Linked DNA regions of Oncorhynchus mykiss: region 1 is linked to region 2. A link is a contact called in public Hi-C data. All regions are on one chromosome and are shown on one strand. The core of a region is the stretch at or near the end of the contact, and the rest is flanking DNA. Distances in the headings are between cores, read along the strand shown.

Evidence for each region. A called contact is a pair of places that touch in the nucleus more often than the background predicts.
Region 1: a Hi-C map of liver shows a contact between it and region 2, with 9 times the contacts expected there. The contact joins the promoter of strn here to the promoter of tomm20b in region 2. A contact is called at or near these places in 2 of 3 Hi-C or Micro-C datasets (blood and liver).

Annotation. Positions count from the first base shown.
Region 1 is chr17:32,844,631-32,849,470 of USDA_OmykA_1.1, reverse strand. It overlaps strn (striatin), which reads right to left and starts at 3,251. Exons shown (of 17, transcript XM_021568212.2): 1 at 2,848-3,251. The coding sequence starts at 3,069. It overlaps map1lc3c (microtubule-associated proteins 1A/1B light chain 3C), which reads left to right and starts at 3,967. Exons shown (of 4, transcript XM_021568208.2): 1 at 3,967-4,124; 2 at 4,207-4,262; 3 at 4,352-4,458; 4 at 4,717-4,840. The coding sequence starts at 4,064.
Region 2 is chr17:32,663,398-32,668,817 of USDA_OmykA_1.1, reverse strand. It overlaps tomm20b (mitochondrial import receptor subunit TOM20 homolog), which reads left to right and starts at 2,262. Exons shown (of 5, transcript XM_021568206.2): 1 at 2,262-2,520; 2 at 3,810-3,856; 3 at 4,472-4,553; 4 at 4,720-4,862. The coding sequence starts at 2,397. LOC118940397 (a long non-coding RNA gene) reads left to right here. Exons shown (of 3, transcript XR_005036957.1): 3 at 24-589.

The DNA.
Region 1 (4,840 bases), core at 2,002-4,501, 180 kb before region 2:
AACAAAATTCAATTTTGACATTGTGGGGTTGGTTGTGTGTGTAGATCAGTGGCACACAATCTCAATTCATTCAATTTTAAATTCAGGCTGTAACAACAACATGTGGGAAAGGTCAAGGGGTGTGAATACTTTCTGAAGGCACTGTATATCCGGTCAATTCGATTTTTACATTTGCTCAGCTAAGACTTTAACCGAATGCAGGGTCGCTACTACACTATATAGTGGCACGGCAGCAGAACAAATGCATTACGATATTAAATTGCTTTCTGCTCATTGCCAGTGGAGCGATTCTGACACTCATTTGTCACTTGCCAATGAGCTCCCTCTACTACTGATAAGCACTAGAAGTAAATGGGGAGGAAAATTTAAAAAAAACAAAAACCTTCTCCGGAATCAGGAGGGTAAACTTCGACATCTAGGTCTATTCGCTCTCCTTCTTCCAGGCATAATAAGAAATGAAAGTCTGAAAATGTCCTGCCTCAATCAAAACAAAGTAAATGATGCACATAGTTCATTTAGAATCTGATCAAGCATTGCCCTTTAAAAAATGCCTATTTTGTCTAGCTTTAATGGCTAGAAGGCAGAATTTTAGGGGGAAAATAAGCATACTTTCTTTATGAAACAATTTTACACCACCATTTTCAATTCTGGATGTTGCACACCCTTGGCTGAACACGGTGTACATCCTAAATTGTCTGAAAATCCAAAATGGTTGGTGGAAAATTGTGTTTCATGAAGAAAGTATGCATATTTTTTTTTTTTCTCCACCTTCTCGCCATTAAAGCTAGTTAAGTAGGAAAATTATGTCTTTGCGGCCTGAATAGAGGAAGCTTCATGTACGAGCCGGTCTACGGGGACACATGCATTCCCGTTAATACAAACATCAAGCCTTGACGATAGTGCATGGGCGCTACGTTAGATCTGCACAATCGGTTGCCTAGCCTAGCACTTGGCACTGGCCTTGGTTAGCAATGTTCGGAGGCACTCATGTACACTGAACAAAAATGTAAAAACGCAACATGTGAAGTGTTGGTCCCCTGTTTCATGAGCTGAAAAACAAGATCCCAGATATGTTCCATATGCACTAAAAGCTTATTTCTCTAAAATGTTGTGAACCATTTTTTGTTTTTACATCCCTGTTAGTGAGCATTTCTACTGTGCTAAGATAAAAAGTGTGGCATATCAAGAAGCTGATTAAACAACATGATCATTAAACAGGTGCACCTTGTGCTGGGGACAATGAAAGGCCAGTCTAAAAAATGTGAAGTTTTGTCACAACACAATGCCACAGATGTCTCAAGTTGAGGGAGCATGCAATTGGCATGCTGGCTGCAGGAAATGTCCACCAGAGCTGTTGCCAGAGAATTGAACATTCATTTCTCTACCCATGTTGTATAAGAGAATTTGGCAGTACGTCCGACAGGTCTCACAACCGCAGACCACAACAGATGCCCCATGGTGTTGGTGGGGTTATGGTATTAGCAGGCATAAACTACAGACAACAAACACAATTGCATTTTATCAATGGTGTGACGAGGCCCATTATTGTGCCATTCATCCGCCGCCAACACCTTGTGTTTTAGCAGGATAATGCACGGCACCATTTCGCAAGGATCTGTATACAATTCCTTGAATCTGAAAATGTCCCAGTTCTTCCATAGCCTGCACACTCACCATGTCACCCATTTTGAGCATGTTTGGGATGCTCTGGATCGACATGTACGACAGCGTGGTTCAGTTCCCGCCAATATTCATAAACTTCGCACAGCCACTGAAGAGGAGTGGGACAACATTCCACTGGCCACAATCAACAGCCTGATCAACCCCATGCAAGTAGATCTATTGCGCTGCAAGTGGCGGTCACACCAGTTACTGACACCCCTACTTTTTTTAAAGGTATGTGTATTCCCGGTCTTGTGAAATCCATAGATTTATTTATTTCAATTGACTGGATTACTTACATTGTGTAGACCTTGAGTGAGTTGTAGCTCCCAAATATATAAAATATAAATATATATTTGGGAACTACAACTCACTCAAGGCCTACACAATATGCTAATAGCCTTACCTCTGATAGATTTAAGACAAGTCGTAAGGCACAAAAACTAATGTCACTGCCTACTGAGTGTATGAGTCAACTGTGCTGTTCATAAGGATAACTGTCAATTATTCAACAGACTTAAACTGGACATGCCATTGCACTTCACAGGTGAACTCAGCTTTCAATAACATGAAGTGTGTGTGTAGGCCTAATGAGTTGCTTGTTCAATACACTTGTGCTTGACATTTCGACAACCAATATTATTGAGAATGGGATGTAGATCTTTGGACTGCATCGTGCAATGTTTCTTTGCATTCCAAGACGTATGTATTCATCGAGGACAGACAGGTCATTGGGTCTGCCTGACCACATTTGGATAGCCTTATATCATTTAAAAACAATGGTAGTGAATAATTTGCACACAGAAGGCTACACTTGGAAATTAAAAGTTGTGTACGGTACAATACAGGCAAGGTCCCCCGTTTTGTGTTATGCCCTAGCACTACACAACTGATTTACATTTAATCAAAGCTTGATGTGTTGGTTATTTGAATAAGCTGTGTTGTGGTAGAAACCAAAACGTGCACACAGTGGGGGCCCTGGGCCGAGTTTGGGAAACCCTGTGCTATAGTGACTAATGTCATCCGACCAAGACTACTCTAGTAGCTACGTAGCTCGAGCAGTTCACGCCACAAAAGACCGTAGCGCGCGAGTAGGCTTCCTGACACAAATGTCAATCTTCCTAGAGCGGACTCAGCACCGTAAACCCCCACCAAAAATAAGCGGGACATTTTGACGTGGTTTACCTGCAATTCGGCTCGCTCCACCTCCCATTGCGCTCTATCCACCTCGAAGCGGGCCCATTCGTGTTGCAGAAAGTGCAATATCCCCGGAATGTTGTAATGAGCCCTGGCCGCCTCTCCGCCACCGACGTCGCCAGGCTGATGCGGTCCTTTGCCAGCGCCAGGCAAACCAGAGTTGTTGTTGTTGTTGTTAAAGAACACGCCGGGCCCTGCCTGTTCGTCCATGCCCAGGCCAGGTGTGTGGATTCGGTTCGCGCAAACTGGCACGACCGTGCTCAGACGAATGGGTTTTCCTTTAGCCGCCCCTGTGATATGAAAGGAAATAGCTAACTATAGCTCTCTCTACTGGGCAGGCACACTCACTTCTGAGCAGCCAGTTGTCAATTGGTGACGTTCACACTGAACTCCCACCCACATCCAGAGTTTTCTTTACCCATTGGTCGATTTCAACGATTCACACTGGAATAAGCCAATCGAAAATATATGCGCGTGGTGTTGACAACTGCCGTATCCTACGCATAATGGAATTTGAAGTTCAAAGAAGATTAGAGCTGCATTTTTCACACTAAAATGCGCCTGTTCTCTTTTGCTGTCTTTTTCTTTAGTTGTTTGTATCTGAAATTGGAAAGGTCATAATGTATGCTACAGAAGTGTATCTGTGGTAGCCATATTCCATATATTATAGCACATTCCATTCATTTATCGATGCATTCCATAGAGCCATTCATCCAGTTGTTTACATAGCACACACACACACGCCTATCACCCACGACCCCCTGACTGAAGTTCATGCCCTTTGAAATCCAAGAAAATACATGAAACTAAATGTTGCCTACACATGATAGGGCGTACTTTAGTGTGAGAATATTATAAGGCCTCTATGTATGATTTGTGTGTAAGATATTTGAATTACCAAATTACCTCTATATAATGTTTAGTAATTCAAAATGTATTGTTTTTTTTCAAACATATATTACATTAAACATTACATTCAGGTATTTCATTAGATCTTAAGCATTTGGATTGGTTTTACACACTTCCGACTCATTAATGAACGGTCAATTCATTAGCCATATGATGCGTGCTGACACAACCCCATGGTAATCATGTGATACGTCACTGCAACCACACTATTTAATTTCAGTTCGCGGATCAGCGTGGTCAAATCTTATAGTCTAGATCAGACAGCAGGAATTGAAGAGAGGAGTCACTTGCCCACATGATGCCGCCATTTGAGAAACCACAGCACCCCAAGTCCTTCAAGCAGAGAAAAAGCTTTGGTGATTAATTTTATGTAATAATTTGCATGTGTTAGGCTATGCAGTGCTTTATAATCTCAACCACGTTTTCCATCCCAAACAGCCACGAGAAAACAGGAGGTCGCGGGGATCCGAACGAAGTTTCCAACTAAAATCCCGGTAAATTCGCTTATTTCTAAAACGTTATTCTACCCTGAAGTTCCATTGAATTTGCACCTTCTAAAAGTGATCTTTCCAACCATACACAGGTTATAATTGAACGGTATCAACGGGAGAAGTACTTGCCGCCTCTTGATAAAACGAAATTCCTGGTCCCACAAGAACTTTCCATGACTCAGTTTGTTACCATTATAAGGTGTGTCTCGTTGTGTTTTGCTGTGAATGTTTAATTTGTTAAGCGTGGATTATCATGACTGAAATTGACCTAAATCATCATGTTTTTGGTTGGGAGAACTCGTGCGTAATTTCAAACTTGGTAATCACCTGATCTGAATCGGCCACGAGTGCCGCGCGACTGTCACTTTTCTTAAATGAATCATAATGACTTGCGTTTGTGCGTGAATTTCTACATTTGATTAGACTTGTCAATACTTGCTGTACGTTCTCGTTTCAGAAATCGTATGTCTCTGATGCAGAGTCAAGCATTCTACCTGCTCATCAATAATAGCGGCCTGGCCAGCATGTCTCTTACCATGGCGCAAGTCTACAAGGACCACAAAGATGACGATGGATTTCTC
Region 2 (5,420 bases), core at 1,013-3,512:
CTTATCTCTCTCCACCGCTTTAGGGAATACCAACAGTGTTGCCATGGTTACCTCTCTGGTCCAAAACCATGGCAACGGAGGAGTAAGTGCACCATTCCAAGGAAGATGACAGTGCAGAGGAAGATAATTACTTTTGCACTTACAGACGCAAGTCGCCGTGCCAGGTTTTGCAGTAAATGTGCCGAGTCAACATGGCTGCGAACGTCATATAGCGACGAGCTCACCGTGCAGCATCATGCACACTGATTGGATTATGAGCCCAAGCATGCTAATTGCCTAGCCTTTATGGAGCACGCTTAATTATTTGAATACTGCTATGTGCACAGCCAATAAAGGTATACAGTGTGGCTCGTATACTGCACAATAAGCAACTGCAGGGTGTCTCCTGTCTTATTGCCAACCTTAGCACACCCAGGAGAACAGTACAAGTTATTCCCATATAAGTGGTTTTAAGAGAGATGTGTAGGAATCAGTCAGTAAAGCATCCCCATTGGTCGGTTCTCTTTGTAAACTCTGAAGTCTTACATAATTATACTATCTGATTGAAAGATAGTTTTGCAACAACCATTAAATGTACAACATCCCTAAACAGTCTCTGATGTGTGTGTCAATGTCTTCTATCCAAACCTCCAACCCACATCGACATCAGATCTGTCTGAGTCTCAGCTATTGACAAGAGTTCTTGTTTTCTAGGGAATTGCTACAGACATGTATAATGTGGCCTGGGATGACAGCATGGATTAGGAGACCTCCGAACACACACGCACATGGATCACATACAGTAGGGCTTCCAAAGTAGCTTCCAGGAACGATTGAGTAATGGTAATAATAACCCACCGCCGCGAGAAGACGAGCCTCTGGCTGAGCCGCCTCACGTCATGCCCGGGCACCAGCGGCGCTAGATGTCCCTGAGGGGAAAATTCTTCGCCAACCCCCAGGCAGCTGCATGCCAGGTGCAAGCTGCTAAGCCGCTGGCAAGAGAGATGACAGGGCAGACGGATATTCCACCTACCATGTAAACTGTCCACAGACAAGTGTAGACACGTACGCACAACCACATACATGCCAGTGGAGGCTGCTGAGGGGAGGACGGCTCACTTTATTCTGGTCATTATTATGAGTCTCCTCCACAGCCTCCACTGATACATACATAAACATAAACACACACACACACACACACACACACACACACGGAAGTATGAAGAAGTACACATGCAATGCATGCGCACATACACACACACATAGATACATAAATAAGGGAATGAAGGTATACACACACTTGTTCAAACACACACTTGTACAAACACACATGCACACACACAACCACACACCCACAGCTTAACTGGAAACCCCCCCCAAAAGCACACACACCCTTCCAAAATCCTGTCAACCGGCGACGTGTGGTCAATGACGTCAATCTCTAAGGTTCAGTTATCCCTTTAATAAACTGTAACCACAACAACCGGCCACAGAAATTGTGCAAGGGTGCAGAACGGCTCGATTGCCATTTAAAGGCAAAGGTACATGTAATACCAGACACAGTATGGTGATGATGTAATCCATGCAAGGATGTGCATGCCTGATGGTTGTATTAATGCAGGTCTGAGCATGTGCCCTCAGAAGCCTAATAGTAAAGGTGGTATATTTTTGCAGCAGTCTGGATTTGCACATGTAATGCAGCTGACCATCTGTTCTGTTGAGCAGCACTTCTAGGGATTTGCTATCATCTGGGAGATGAGAAGTGCCAACTAAGGCCAGACAGGCATATGAGCAACTGCCATAATTTTTCGTAAATGAATTGGTCATAGTGAAAGCAAAATTGTACATGTTTTCTTACTTGTCTAGATGATTGTGTCACTCACCATTGTAGCCTAATGTTCAATATTTCACTTGGCCATTGTTTGCTGCTGTGTGGTCTACCCCAGACAGTCAAAATACCTAGAGTTGTAGTTAAATTGTTTCTATTTGTGTTACTCTGGGGAAAATACTGTTAAATTGTATCATATGTGATCATTAGCCTGCTGCTTCTTTTTTTAATGAACTGCTACTGCCACCTTGTGGCACTTACATTTCAATGCGACCGACTGCTACTTACATTGATTTGAAGAAATCCTAACACATGTATTTTTTCCCATCTGAGTTCAACAACATCCAACACTTTATATGCACTCAAAATGCATACGTTATCGGAGATATAATGTGATTGGGAATTAACGTTTTATTATTTTTAATCAGGCGGTCAATGCGGACACCCTAGCTGTCAAATTAGTCAGTGGTCCTACTGGTCCTTTTTGCTGGGAACTTGCGCCTGTGTGAGGTCATGTACCGTCTCTGATATAAGCCAAAATTGAAATATTATCTTTGTTAACACAGAAATATCAACCATTTCGGAAGTGATGATGGGCGGTAAATCGAGCACGATAGCCGCCGGTGTTTGCGGGGCTCTGTTCGTCGGCTACTGCATCTACTTCGACAGGAAAAGACGGAGTGACCCCAACTTCAAGAACAGGCTGCGAGAACGTGAGTGTTGTCTGCGTCCTGTACACCCCACTCAGGTCTATGTTTGGGAGACCTGAGGTGCAACAAAATGCCCGAGCCAGGCCGAACTCGTTTAACTATTCCCAATTAGCGAAGTATAGAAGCTTGAATGGTAACGTTAATGGTTTGTGCAATAGATCTGATTCATTCATTCATTGTCACCGCACTGCTAACACCAAAAACCCTGCACTTAACTAGCCAGTGCTGACGTTAGCTCCTAGCAGAGGAACGCCCAACTCTGTTCTCTTAGAGGAGTTGAGCGTTTCTCAGATAACTAGCTTCATGTATTAATGTACTTCCTACTCACAAGCGTTCTGTTAGTTGAATTCAGACATGGAAAGCTGCACCTACCCTGATTCATTCATTGGTAGTGTTTTGAACTGTTATGTAACCTAAACCAACCATTCTAGGCTACTAGCCATATCAGACAGAGCTTGCCAAGCAGGATTAAAAGCAACCTGGATATCCCTAATGTTAATCTATCCAGGCCTACCGCTCATTTAAGGCCGTGGGTTGTTGGTATGAAGAAGCTGACAATGCGCCTTAAGTGCATTAGACTGCGAACTTTAATGATGAGACTGCATAACTCATAAGGGGATCTAAAATAAATGAGTGGGAATGGCCACACCTCCACACACTACATCATGGCAGCTCTGCCTTGTCTTCTACCCAGAATCCCTTGCTCCAATAGAGCTATGAATTAGAATACAAATATGGATGCATGTCACAAATCCTATACATATCACATCCCCCCCCCAAAAAAAATAAAAAAATAAATCGCATTCCAGTCCCACATTAATTGGACTACAATTCTAGCTGGACTACAGTATGAAAGCTGGACTTTGGTTGTCAGCTGGCCACAATGCTTTATACACCTGCTTTATTGCAATTGAATGAGCCACGTTCCTCTGTTAGCCTTTTTGTCATTCACCTTCCACTGTGGTAGTTCATCACCCTATCAGGAAAAAAAGGGATTGTTTGGCTAGTTGTCACTTGCTACTTAGCAACTACACTTATCTCCTGATTCTGACCCGGGTAAACCACTTTATCAAGGGATATCAGAGGGAGGGGGGGGATTATATTGGAGCGTTGTTCAAGACTGAAGCTCTACTTCAGGGTGTCAATTTAGGATGTTCATGTGACTTCCTTATTGTTCCTAATCGTAGTCTTGCATTGTAGGATTGCCAGAGAAACTAAGATGTCTAAGTACAAACAGGAACAATCCCCCAAAGCTATTTATATTAACAGTGATTGTGTTACCTCTGCCCCAGGGAGGAGAAATCAGGCGGCTGCAAAACAAGGGACAGGACTGTCGAAGGTGAGTAAAATTCCCTCAAGGTAATATTTAAATTCTTCCTCAATGAACACATGTCTAAAGAAGCAATGTCTAGTACACGTCAGATGATACCATGTGGGAAATATTCTCCAGTGAAATAAATAAGACGATCTTCACTGGTATGTATTGGGACACCGCAAGGTGATGGCTGGGTAGGACTGTTTTGAGACTGGAATTAGTGCATGGACAAAACCTTTTTGTCTGTACAGTGGTACCAAATTTTAGTCAACACAACTGTATAGCTCCCCAATAGAAACTGACCGACTTGACTACTCTTCCCTTAAGGCCCATATACTGGACTCGCACGAGAATGGCTTGTTCGCCACAGAACTATTGTTTTTCCAATGGAAAAACCCAGCAAGTGCAAACCCAGTGCAAACCCAGCAAGAACTGCTGTGCGCTAAGAGTTCACTTAAATTGAACTCTAACCTGGCACCTGATGAAGTGGCACGCCTCTGTGGATTGCCCGACTCATTTGAATAGACCTTTTATTTCTCCTGGAGCATAGGCCACCGACAACAGATTTTCCACCAGTACATTACGTTTTAGTTATTCCTTGACCTATGGAAAGTAGTGTGTGTTGTGGGACTCTTGCAGCTCCCAGACCTGAAGGATGCAGAGGCGGTCCAGAAGTTCTTTCTGGAGGAGATTCAGCTGGGAGAGGAGCTGTTGGCTCAGGGTAAACCAGTCTTACATTGACATCACTTGGTCTGTGTGTGTGATGCACTGTTCTCCATATAATGCACTACCTAATTTACTTGTGACCAGAGTAACAACACTTCTCCATGTGATGTACTACTCGTTTTGTCGATCTAAACCTCTCTGCACTTGGTGTTCCGGTATAGGTGACTACGAGAACGGCGTGGAGCATCTGACCAACGCCATCGCCGTGTGCGGCCAGCCCCAGCAGCTTCTCCAGGTGCTGCAGCAGACCCTCCCGCCACCTGTCTTCCAGATGCTACTCACCAAACTGCCCACTATCAGCCAGGTACAGTCCTTTTCTTCACTTCAAGGTCATTTAGCAGACACTCCTACCCTGGGCTGTGTACAGTAAGTGCATACAATCAAGGAAGCTAATGTATAATGTATCTAATGATATTAGATATGTATAATAATATAGTCAGAACTGCAAGCCTATTCAACATTGAGCTTATGTAACAACACTAACCATCAGCCAGGTACAGTGCCTCTTATACGTTTCAGGATGGTTGCTGCACTATTAGCAGAAACATTGCCACAATGTGTGTGCAACACAGCGCTCTGTCGTCTCCTACTGTTTGTGACAAACTAACTTTTTAATGCCTGCAACTGCAACAGGTCCAATTCCTATTCAGAGCAACTTGCAGTAAGTGTATTAAAGCAAGAAAGCAGAAACCAATTATGGCTGGCTGGTATGGTGTAAAAATCACTTCTTTATTTTTAAACATGGGCGATTCCCAATATACCTAGATTTAACTTTTAAACGTTCTCTCATAAGCCTTGTTGCAGTAAAAGGTCAACACTGCATTTCAAACAATCAGGAATAATGAATCCAGGGCTTGTAAAA